2 separate regions of the Mus musculus genome follow, and region 2 is linked to region 1. The links are chromatin contacts, called in public HiChIP or PLAC-seq maps. All regions are on one chromosome and are shown on one strand. The core of a region is the stretch at or near the end of the contact, and the rest is flanking DNA. Distances in the headings are between cores, read along the strand shown. Region 1 has its middle 7.4 kb from the start of Gfi1. Region 2 overlaps Evi5 (ecotropic viral integration site 5).

The links. HiChIP or PLAC-seq counts read pairs in DNA pulled down with a chosen protein or histone mark.
Region 2: a CTCF HiChIP or PLAC-seq map of CD8 T cells shows a contact between it and region 1, with 5 read pairs. The contact joins two enhancer-like sites. A contact is called at or near these places in 1 of 15 datasets of contacts at CTCF or cohesin (CD8 T cells), 4 of 484 Hi-C or Micro-C datasets (the P5424 cell line, embryonic stem cells and myeloid progenitors), 7 of 115 datasets of contacts at active chromatin or transcription factors (CD8 T cells, the SCID.adh cell line, embryonic stem cells and 2 more) and 1 of 9 other capture datasets (adipose tissue).

What each region holds. Positions count from the first base shown.
Region 1 is chr5:107,729,567-107,733,878 of GRCm38.p6, reverse strand. No RefSeq gene overlaps it. Among named protein-coding and RNA genes, the nearest start is that of Gfi1, 7.4 kb to the right of the region's middle. RefSeq lists an enhancer at 1,147-3,298. Within about 2 kb of position 2,383, at least 16 of the 459 cell types and tissues checked have an H3K27ac peak or open chromatin away from gene starts, as enhancers often do. A contact at or near this core is called in CD8 T cells, the P5424 cell line and the SCID.adh cell line, where this site is marked.
Region 2 is chr5:107,838,492-107,842,803 of GRCm38.p6, reverse strand. Evi5 (ecotropic viral integration site 5) reads left to right here. Exons shown (of 20, transcript NM_001378824.1): 2 at 504-733. The coding sequence starts at 585. Among named protein-coding and RNA genes, the nearest start is that of Ube2d2b, 10 kb to the right of the region's middle. Within about 2 kb of position 1,988, at least 71 of the 459 cell types and tissues checked have an H3K27ac peak or open chromatin away from gene starts, as enhancers often do. A contact at or near this core is called in CD8 T cells, the P5424 cell line and the SCID.adh cell line, where this site is marked.

The DNA.
Region 1 (4,312 bases), core at 1,134-3,633:
CAGGAAGTAATTGCAAGAGCTGATGGGCAGGGCCATATCAAATTAAAAGCCTCTGAACAGAACGAAACGCTTGCCAGAGTAAGGAGAGTGCCTATGTTCTAGGAGAAATCCTGCCAGCCTTTTATCTGACCAAAATTAACATCCATCATCTCTAAAGAACCAACCAATGAAATAGAACAAGAAGACTCAGTCAAGTCAGCAAATGACAAGTGAATAAACCTCTCACAAAAGGAGCTGTGTAAACTCAATTATTATGTGGGAAAGTTCGGCCCCTTTAATGACAAGAGAAATACAAATCAAAACTACATTGAAAATCTCTTTCACTCTGATTACAATGGCTGCCATCAAGATAACAAAAACAAGAAAAATACTGGCAAGCATTTCCTTTAGGAACCAGGAACACTTAGGACTATTGGTCGGAGTGTGGATTAGCTTACCTGCTGTGGAATTCAGTATGGAGGTGCCTCCACAAACTAAAACAGAACTACCTTAGGATCCAGCCATACCATTCCTGCAAATACGTCAGAAGCAATAAAAGCTATCGCACAACAGAGACGCCCACACACACATGCTTATTGATCCAACGTCCACAGTAGCCAATTGTGGAATTGGTGTGGGTGTTCATCGATGAGTTAAAAAAAATGTGTTAGAATTTTACCATGGAATACTACTCAGTCGTAAAGAGGACTAAAACTGTGTCACATGCAGAAAGGTGGATGGAACGGGAGATAATTACATTAGGCAAATGGAACTACAGTTAGAAAACAAGCATTTCTGTTTTCTTTCACATGTGGAATCACGACATAAAGGCAAAAGGGAGATTATGTGGGAAGAGGAAGGGACCAATGGGGGCTAAGAGAGAACAGCAGGTATAGGAATATGATCCAAGTATATTATGTACAGGTATATGTGTGTGTGTGTGTGTGTGTGTGTGTGTGTGTGTGTGTGTAAATGTCACGAGGCTCATAAAAATAGAAAAAGGAATATTTAAATTCTACTTTCAAACAAACTCAAGTACAATTTTTAAAAGTCACAGTATAATTTGGAGTGGATAAAAGAGGCAGACAGACAGACAGACAGAGATTATAACCTCCTGGTAACAATAAAATCACAGCATATCATCAAGATGGACAATGATTTAATATAGCCAGAGCGTGGGAGATAAGCACCCGGGTGTTTTTATAAAGACCACACTTCAAAATGTCCCTGGTTTACTAACATGGTGGAAATGGATGTAGATGGGTGTATGTTTTAAATTTTCTTTTCTCTTTGAAAATGTTTTACTGGTGTTCAGGATGTGCTTGCCTAGTGCTCAAAGAGTTCTGGGTTCAATGTCCAGTACCACACAAAGCCAAGCATGGTGGTGCATGCCTGCAATCCCACCCGAAGGTAGACGCAGGAGGATCAGAAGTTTATGGTCATACTCAGGCACACAGCGTATCTAATGGCAGCCTGGGCTTCAGAAGACCTTGTTGGAAAAATGTGAAGAAAATAAAAGTTTGTTTGTTTGTTTATTTTTCAAAGAAAGTAACAAAGAGAATGTTTATCAGCCCTGCTGCTTCAGGGACTTTAGTGCTATTATTTTCTGACCTCCTGTTGAGAGTAGACCAAAGAAACCTGCACTGCTGGGGTGGCGGGTCTTTGGGAGAGGGGAGAAAAGACTATCTCCTCCTAGTTTCAGCTCCCTTCACATCTCTCTCTGCCAGCTTAAAGCTCAAAGCTTTTCCACTCCAGTGCAAAGAGATGAGATTTTGAATCAACAGAATTTGTTGGACTTAAATGTCATTTTAATTTTTTAACTGATCTAGAAAAGCACAAAGGTGCACGTGTTTCTGGGGCAGCATGTGTGTGTCAATATGCAAACCTGGGCTAATTAGACCACTTCACTTCACTGAAACAGAAACCACTAGATTCCCTGTGAATCCCTCTCTTCAGGAGGCCATGGGGGCAGGGAGCACCCCTACATCTGTGGGGGCACTGGACCCCCTAAGTTCCTCTACTCCAGGATTCCCTTCTGAAGGCCAGCTCGGGGCATGGAAAGATTACCAGGGCTGGTCCCCAGCTTCACCTCAGAGTTCCCAGAACCCCTAGGTTCTACCTCCCTCTAGATACTGGGTCAGACATTCCTTCCAGAGCTGGGTTTTGTGAGTAATTTTTAAAAGTTATGATACATAGACTCTTTCATTTAGAATAAAGTGTTTCACCTAACATCCTGTAGGAAGTGATGAAACTAAAAAGAAAAATAAACGCATTTTCTCTTTCTCTCGTTACTTTTTCCATTCACTAAATAAAATTGACTTTTTTTTTTCCATGAGAGTTCACACTGGGTCTGTCTCAGTAAGAGTCACACTGTTCAGCCCACACACGCTGTGATATGTTATTTACTCATTCTCTTCTCAGGAACCACTCTCACATGTGAACCCTGAATACCAGCTCCCTCCCTCTTCAGATCTGTGAAATCTGTCCTGTAAAAACGAACATCTTAGTGATACTATATTTTATAAAGTGGTGCAATTTTAACATGCCAGCCAGAAAAGGATCATTAAAGGAAGATAACATTTTCTTTGTGTTTAGAAGATTCTTAGCATTAATATATGAGAGGGTCTCGCTCAGCCTGGTGTCTGGTCAAACGATACCAGCCCTTGAGATTGACTGCTCAAGGATCATCAGCAGTTCTGAAGACAGTTTGGTCTACAGAGCAGCTTCCAGCACTACTAGGGCTACTTAGTAAAAACTTGTCTTAAAAAAAGGAGCTGGCAGAGCTCTGTTATACAAACGAATTTTAAGATTTATAAATGGGAAAAGCTAAGATTTATCAGCAAATAAAAGCTAATGCTAGGGGCTGAAGAGATGGCTCAGTGGTTAAGAGCACTAGCTACTCTTCCAGAGGTCCTGGTTTCAATTCCTAGCAACCATATGGTGGCTCCAAACATCTGTAATGGGATCTGATGCTCTCTTTTGGTGTTCATGAAGACAGAGCTCTCATGTGTATATAAAATGAATAAATAAATCTTTTTTTAAAGTTGATTCTGTGTAACAGAGGACAAAAGGGAACAAGGGAGAGAAGTTCTAAGATGGCTCAGTGGGTGAAAATATTTGATACTCTGAAGGTATTCCATACACACAGGAGAGGCAGGAGTCTCTCATGTACGCACACAGGGTGGAGTCTCCCATACACACATACAAGTCTCTTATGAACACAAATGGGGAGAGTCATGTACACACACAGGGGTTGGGTCTCTCATGAACACACATGGGGGTGGGGCCTCTCATGTACACACACTGGGTCTCTTGTGTGTATACACATGGGGGGCTCTTTTGAATACACACAGGAGTCTCTCCTGAACCCACACACAGATGGAGTCACAGGGGTGGGGACTCTCACGAACACACATTGGGGGAGAACCATGGAGTACAGTAAAACGTTTTAAGAGAGGCAGGTTTTACTCATAGTGGACATAGTATGTCAATTTGTTTGTTGCTGAATTTCTCCTTAACTTACTCTCAGGCTTTTGTGTTGCCTATTGACATGAGTGATGGCCATCAAATCATACTTTGACTGATGTCATTATTTGAATATTGTTTTGATCAGTTGCTACTCATAAAAGGAAGATTTTTATTTTAATTGTATATTTGGGGGTGAGCATTTGGAAGTCAGTTATCTCCTTCCCCACCTAAGTTCCTGGAGATTGAACTCTGGCTGTGGGGTTTGCTGGCCAGCACATTTACCCATTGCCCAGAGATAATTACTTATCTCATTGGCAAGTTCAGATGTCACACAATTATCACTTTGTATTTGTTTGAATTTAAATATTTTAGAAAAAAAAAAGCACTCCTTCTTCTTTCCTCTGCACTCACTAAGATGATTCCTCCAAAGATAAAAATCAAATAGACTTATATTTTTTAATACCAGAAAAATACTGTGACATGACAGGGTGTGTCCACTGTTCTAAAGAACACTTCTACTAAAATAAAGACCAGTTCTACAATGGCCCCTTCCAGTCTTTTTAGCTATTTATTGATATGAATTCCCTGCCTTATGTATCATCCAGGATTCTACCTAAAATAGTTCCAATAAGTATCAAGGACCACTCAAATATTCACTATTGGACTTAGAAGCTCCACTCTTAAAAATAGATTCTATAGAAAGAGCCTGAAATGGGGGCATGAAATGGGTCCATCTCCAGCGTCACGCACACATGAACAAAGAAAAGGAGGAAATGGTGTTAAGAAAACTTACATCATACTATTTAAAAATAAGGAGGAAGGAGGGAGGAAGAGAAAGAGAGAAAGCTCAATGCTTAGGCAAGAG
Region 2 (4,312 bases), core at 739-3,238, 110 kb before region 1:
GACCTGCCTTCCTTCTGCCTCCTGAGTGCTAGAATTAAAAGTGTGTGCTGTGCGTTCAGGCTGGGCTTCACTGTATAGCTTGGAAAACACTGTCTGGTTTGTTGATGTTGGAAGCACATAGTAGAGATAAACAGCTCCCAGCCTGGAGAGGTGGCTGTGAGTTAAGAGCATTTGCTGTTTCTCTGGGAACCTGAGCTTGGTTCCTAGCATTTGCATGGCATCACACAGCTGTGTAAAACTCTGGTTTCAGCATCTGACACTGTCTTCTGGCTTCTGAGGACAATTGGCATGGGTATGGTGTATATACATACATGTAGGCAAACATAAAATAAAAACAAATAGATCTAAAAAAATTAGTTTCAAAGTCTGAATGTTAGAATAATAGCTAAACCAGGTTTAATCCCCATCACCTCAGTGATTTTTAAGTACAACTTAGCAGGATCACCAAGTTTGTGGTAATGACTGAAATAAAACTAAAATATGCTTTTTGTTCTTGCCCTTAGGTGGCGACAGACAAGGTGGCAGAAAAGCTGAGTTCTACTCTCTCATGGGTGAAGAACACAGTATCGCATACAGTCAGTCAGATGGCCAGTCAGGTGGCAAGTCCATCTGCCTCACTACACACTACATCCTCATCTACCACACTGTCAACACCAACACAGTCACCATCTTCCCCATCAAAGTTGAGTCCAGACGACTTAGAACTCCTGGCTAAGCTGGAGGAACAAAACAGGTGAGTGCAATTGCTGGACATTTCTCTTGATTATCATACAAACCAAACGTCCGCCTAAGAATGCTTGTTTCCTTGTTTCTGGGGTGTTGTTTATCAGAATTATGTAACATACAGCTTCATGCATTGCCTGAGGACATTTGTTTAAGACTAAGATATGCTTTAGCTAATAGCACTCCCCATTCCTTTCTTAGCATTTTTGACTCTAAATCCTTCATGAATTTTATGAATTATTAGGGCAAAACTAATTTTTAAAAGTGTTTTAGAGCTGAGGAGTGAACCCCGAGGCCGTGCATGCTAGGCGGGCGCTCCCTTACTGACCTGTGTTCTCAGTCCCCCTTCTTATTGTAAACTTTCTAAGTAGTTTCCTTTGGTTAAAATATAAAATAATTCAGTCAAGTCTAGGTATCTGATTTTATTTTAGAGTGAGAAATCCTATAGAAGCCAAAGTGTCCCATTCCCATAAGAGCAAGACAGGAATTATTTCCTTAGTTAGGAATCCTGGTTCTGTTTTCTTTGAACTCATTAGAGATGAGTGTTGGTGCAGTCCTACGATCTGAGCACTCAACAAGGCAGAGCCAAACTCTGAGCTTGAGGCCAGCTTGGTCTATATAGTGAGTTCCAGGAGTCTCTGGACCATCATCTTCAACAGAAAGTAGGGAACAGCAGCTCTTTGTGCCTGGTCACGGTACAGTGCTATAGCTCTAAGGGTAAAGGATAAGTTTTTTTTTTTTTGTTTTTGCTTTTGTTTTTTTTGTTTGTTTGTTTGTTTTTTTTTTTTTTTTTTTTTTTTTTGAGACAGGGTTTCTCTGTATAGCCCTGGCTGTCCTGGAACTCACTCTGTAGACCAGGCTGGCCTCAAACTCAGAAATCTGCCTGCCTCTGCCTCCCGAGTGCTGGCATTAAAGTGCACCACCACTGCCCTGCATTGTTTGGTTTTCTTGAGACAGAGTTTTTCTCTGTAGAAACTGTCTGCTGTTTCTGCCTGTCCTGGAACTCAGTCTATAGACCAGGCTATAGACTTTGAACTCATAGAGATCCAGCTGCCTCTGTCTCCTAAGTAGTGGGATCAAAGGTGTGCGCCACTACCACCTGGCCGACAATTGGTCCTGACATATCTTCTTTGATTATTAAAGTTCGTGTTCATGTTCATGGCTAGGGTCATGGAAATTCCAAATGTGTTGTCAATGCAGATGTCACTGTTGTGGGGTAGAGGCTGAGAAGTGTCTAAGCAAACCAAAGTAGAGTTAAGACAAGATGTGGTTACCTTCATCACTTTAGTTGTGATCAAACATTTGGGTCTCCTGTAGCCCAGGCTGAGGGAGATCTTGAACTTCCTGTTCTCCTGCCTTTTATCTGGTGAGTGCTGGTGCTACAGGCGGTGCACCACACACAGTTTATGTGGTGCTGGAGATTGAATCAAGAGCATTGTGTGCTAGGCAAGCACTCTACCAACTGAGCTACAGCCCTAGACCATGATCATGGCTTTGAATTTTAGCCATTCTGGTAGGTATTGATACTACATGGTTTTATTTTGCTTTACTTTCACTTTATTTATTTATTTATTTTTTGGTCTTTTGAGATAGGATCTTTTGTTTGACCTGAAACTCACTGTGTAGCTGAGGAGGATGCTGCTATCTCCCAAGTTCTGGGGTTACAGGCATGTGCCACCATGTCTGGCAATAATGCATTAAAAAAAAAAAAAAGAATGATTTACTTTTTAAAAAAATAAATCTTTTTAATTAATTAATTTATTTATTTATTATATGCAAGTACACTGTAGCTGTCTTCAGACACTCCAGAAGAAGAAGTCAGAGCCACCATGTGGTTTCTGGGAATTGAACTCAGGACCTGTGGAAGAGCAGTTAGTGCTCTTTACTGAGCCATGTATCCAGTCCCCAAGAATTATTGACTTTTAAGTATATGAGTGTTTGCAGGCATACATGTCTGACCATCATGGGTGCCTAGTAGCTGCAGAAGTCAGAAGAGGGTGCTGGATTCCCTAGAGCTGGACTTACAGGTGGTTATGAGTTGTCACGTGGGTGCTGGGAACCTGGGTCCTCTGTAAGAACAGCGAGTGCTGTTAACTTCTGAGCCATCTCTCTAGCCCCAGTAGTGCATGTGGACTCATTTGTTTTTCTACTGATGTTCATGTATTCTTATTACATGTTTGCTTGTTGTCTGCACATATCTTTTGCTGTTGCTTTTTAGAGGCAGGGTTTCAATAGATAGCTTTGGCTGACTTGGAACTCACAGTATAGACCAGGCTGGCCTTGAACTCAGACATCCACCTGCTGCTGCTTTACCAGGGCTAAGAGTGAAGGCAGGTACAACTATGCCTGGATTATCTTTGATTTTACAAATTTATGTTGTTTGCTTTAGTGTATCTGAGAATTCTTTTTTTTTTTAATTATTTTTATTTGATCTTGTGGGTATAGGTGTTTTGCCTGCATATATACATATCATATATGCATGCCTGGTGCCCATGGAGGCCAGAAGAAGGCATTGGATCCCCTGGAACTTGAGTTAGAGATAGTTAAGAGCCATTGTGTAGATCCTGGTAACCAAAATCAGCTTCTCTGGAAGAGTAGTTGGTGCTCTTAACTGCTGAGTCATCTCTCCAGCCACTGTTTTGAGAATTCTTTAAGATGCAAATTTGTTCTCAGGAGGTTGATTTTCATATCTTCCTTTTCCATTGGCGTTTGTCATTCTCCTAAAATATCTTTTGAGGAATAGAAGTTGTGTATGTGTGTGCATGTGTGTACAAATGGATGTGGGTGTGTGTTCAACATGGATGTAAGTGCATGTGTGAAGGTAGAGGCCAGAGATTTATGCTGAATGTCTTCTCTGTTGCTTTCCACTGTGCTTTTTGGGTCAGTGTCTCCTTGAACCTGAAGCTCATTGATTATCTGGCTAGCAAGTTCCAGGGACCTGCCTGTCAGTGTTCTCCCTCTCACACCCTCCACTGGGGTTACAGGCAGTGGCTCCATGCCCAGCTTTTCCGTGGGGCAGATGATCCAAACACAGATGTGACCTCATCGTGTTTGCACAGGAAGTGCCTTATTGACTGAGCCACCTCCTTCAGCACCTAGATTCTACAGCACCTACAGTTCTGATGAAGTACCAGCTTAAAGATTGACCTCCAGGGACTGTGCATTCAGTGACCATAGATCATACAAAATATCTTCTATATATTCTTATAGTTTTACTTTATTGATGTTAAAAGAGATGGCACCTCACTGGATTGCTAGCTGCCCCCCATACTTCTGGATTCAAGTGATTTTTATTAAATTTGCTTGTATGTGATACAAGATCAGAGTTTTGAGAAGCTTTTTAAGATTTTTATTTTATGTATATGGGTGTTTTGCCTACATGTATGTGTGTGTGTATAATATATATATATATATATATATATATATATATATATATATATATATAATCAGTCCAGCACATATATGCCTGATGCTCACTGAGGCCAAAAGAGGGCCTTGGCCCTCCTGAACCTGGAGATAGACAGTTGTGTGCCTATTTGATTGTTTTATGGCATCTGTTAAAATAACTATTATTTTGAGACAGGGTCTC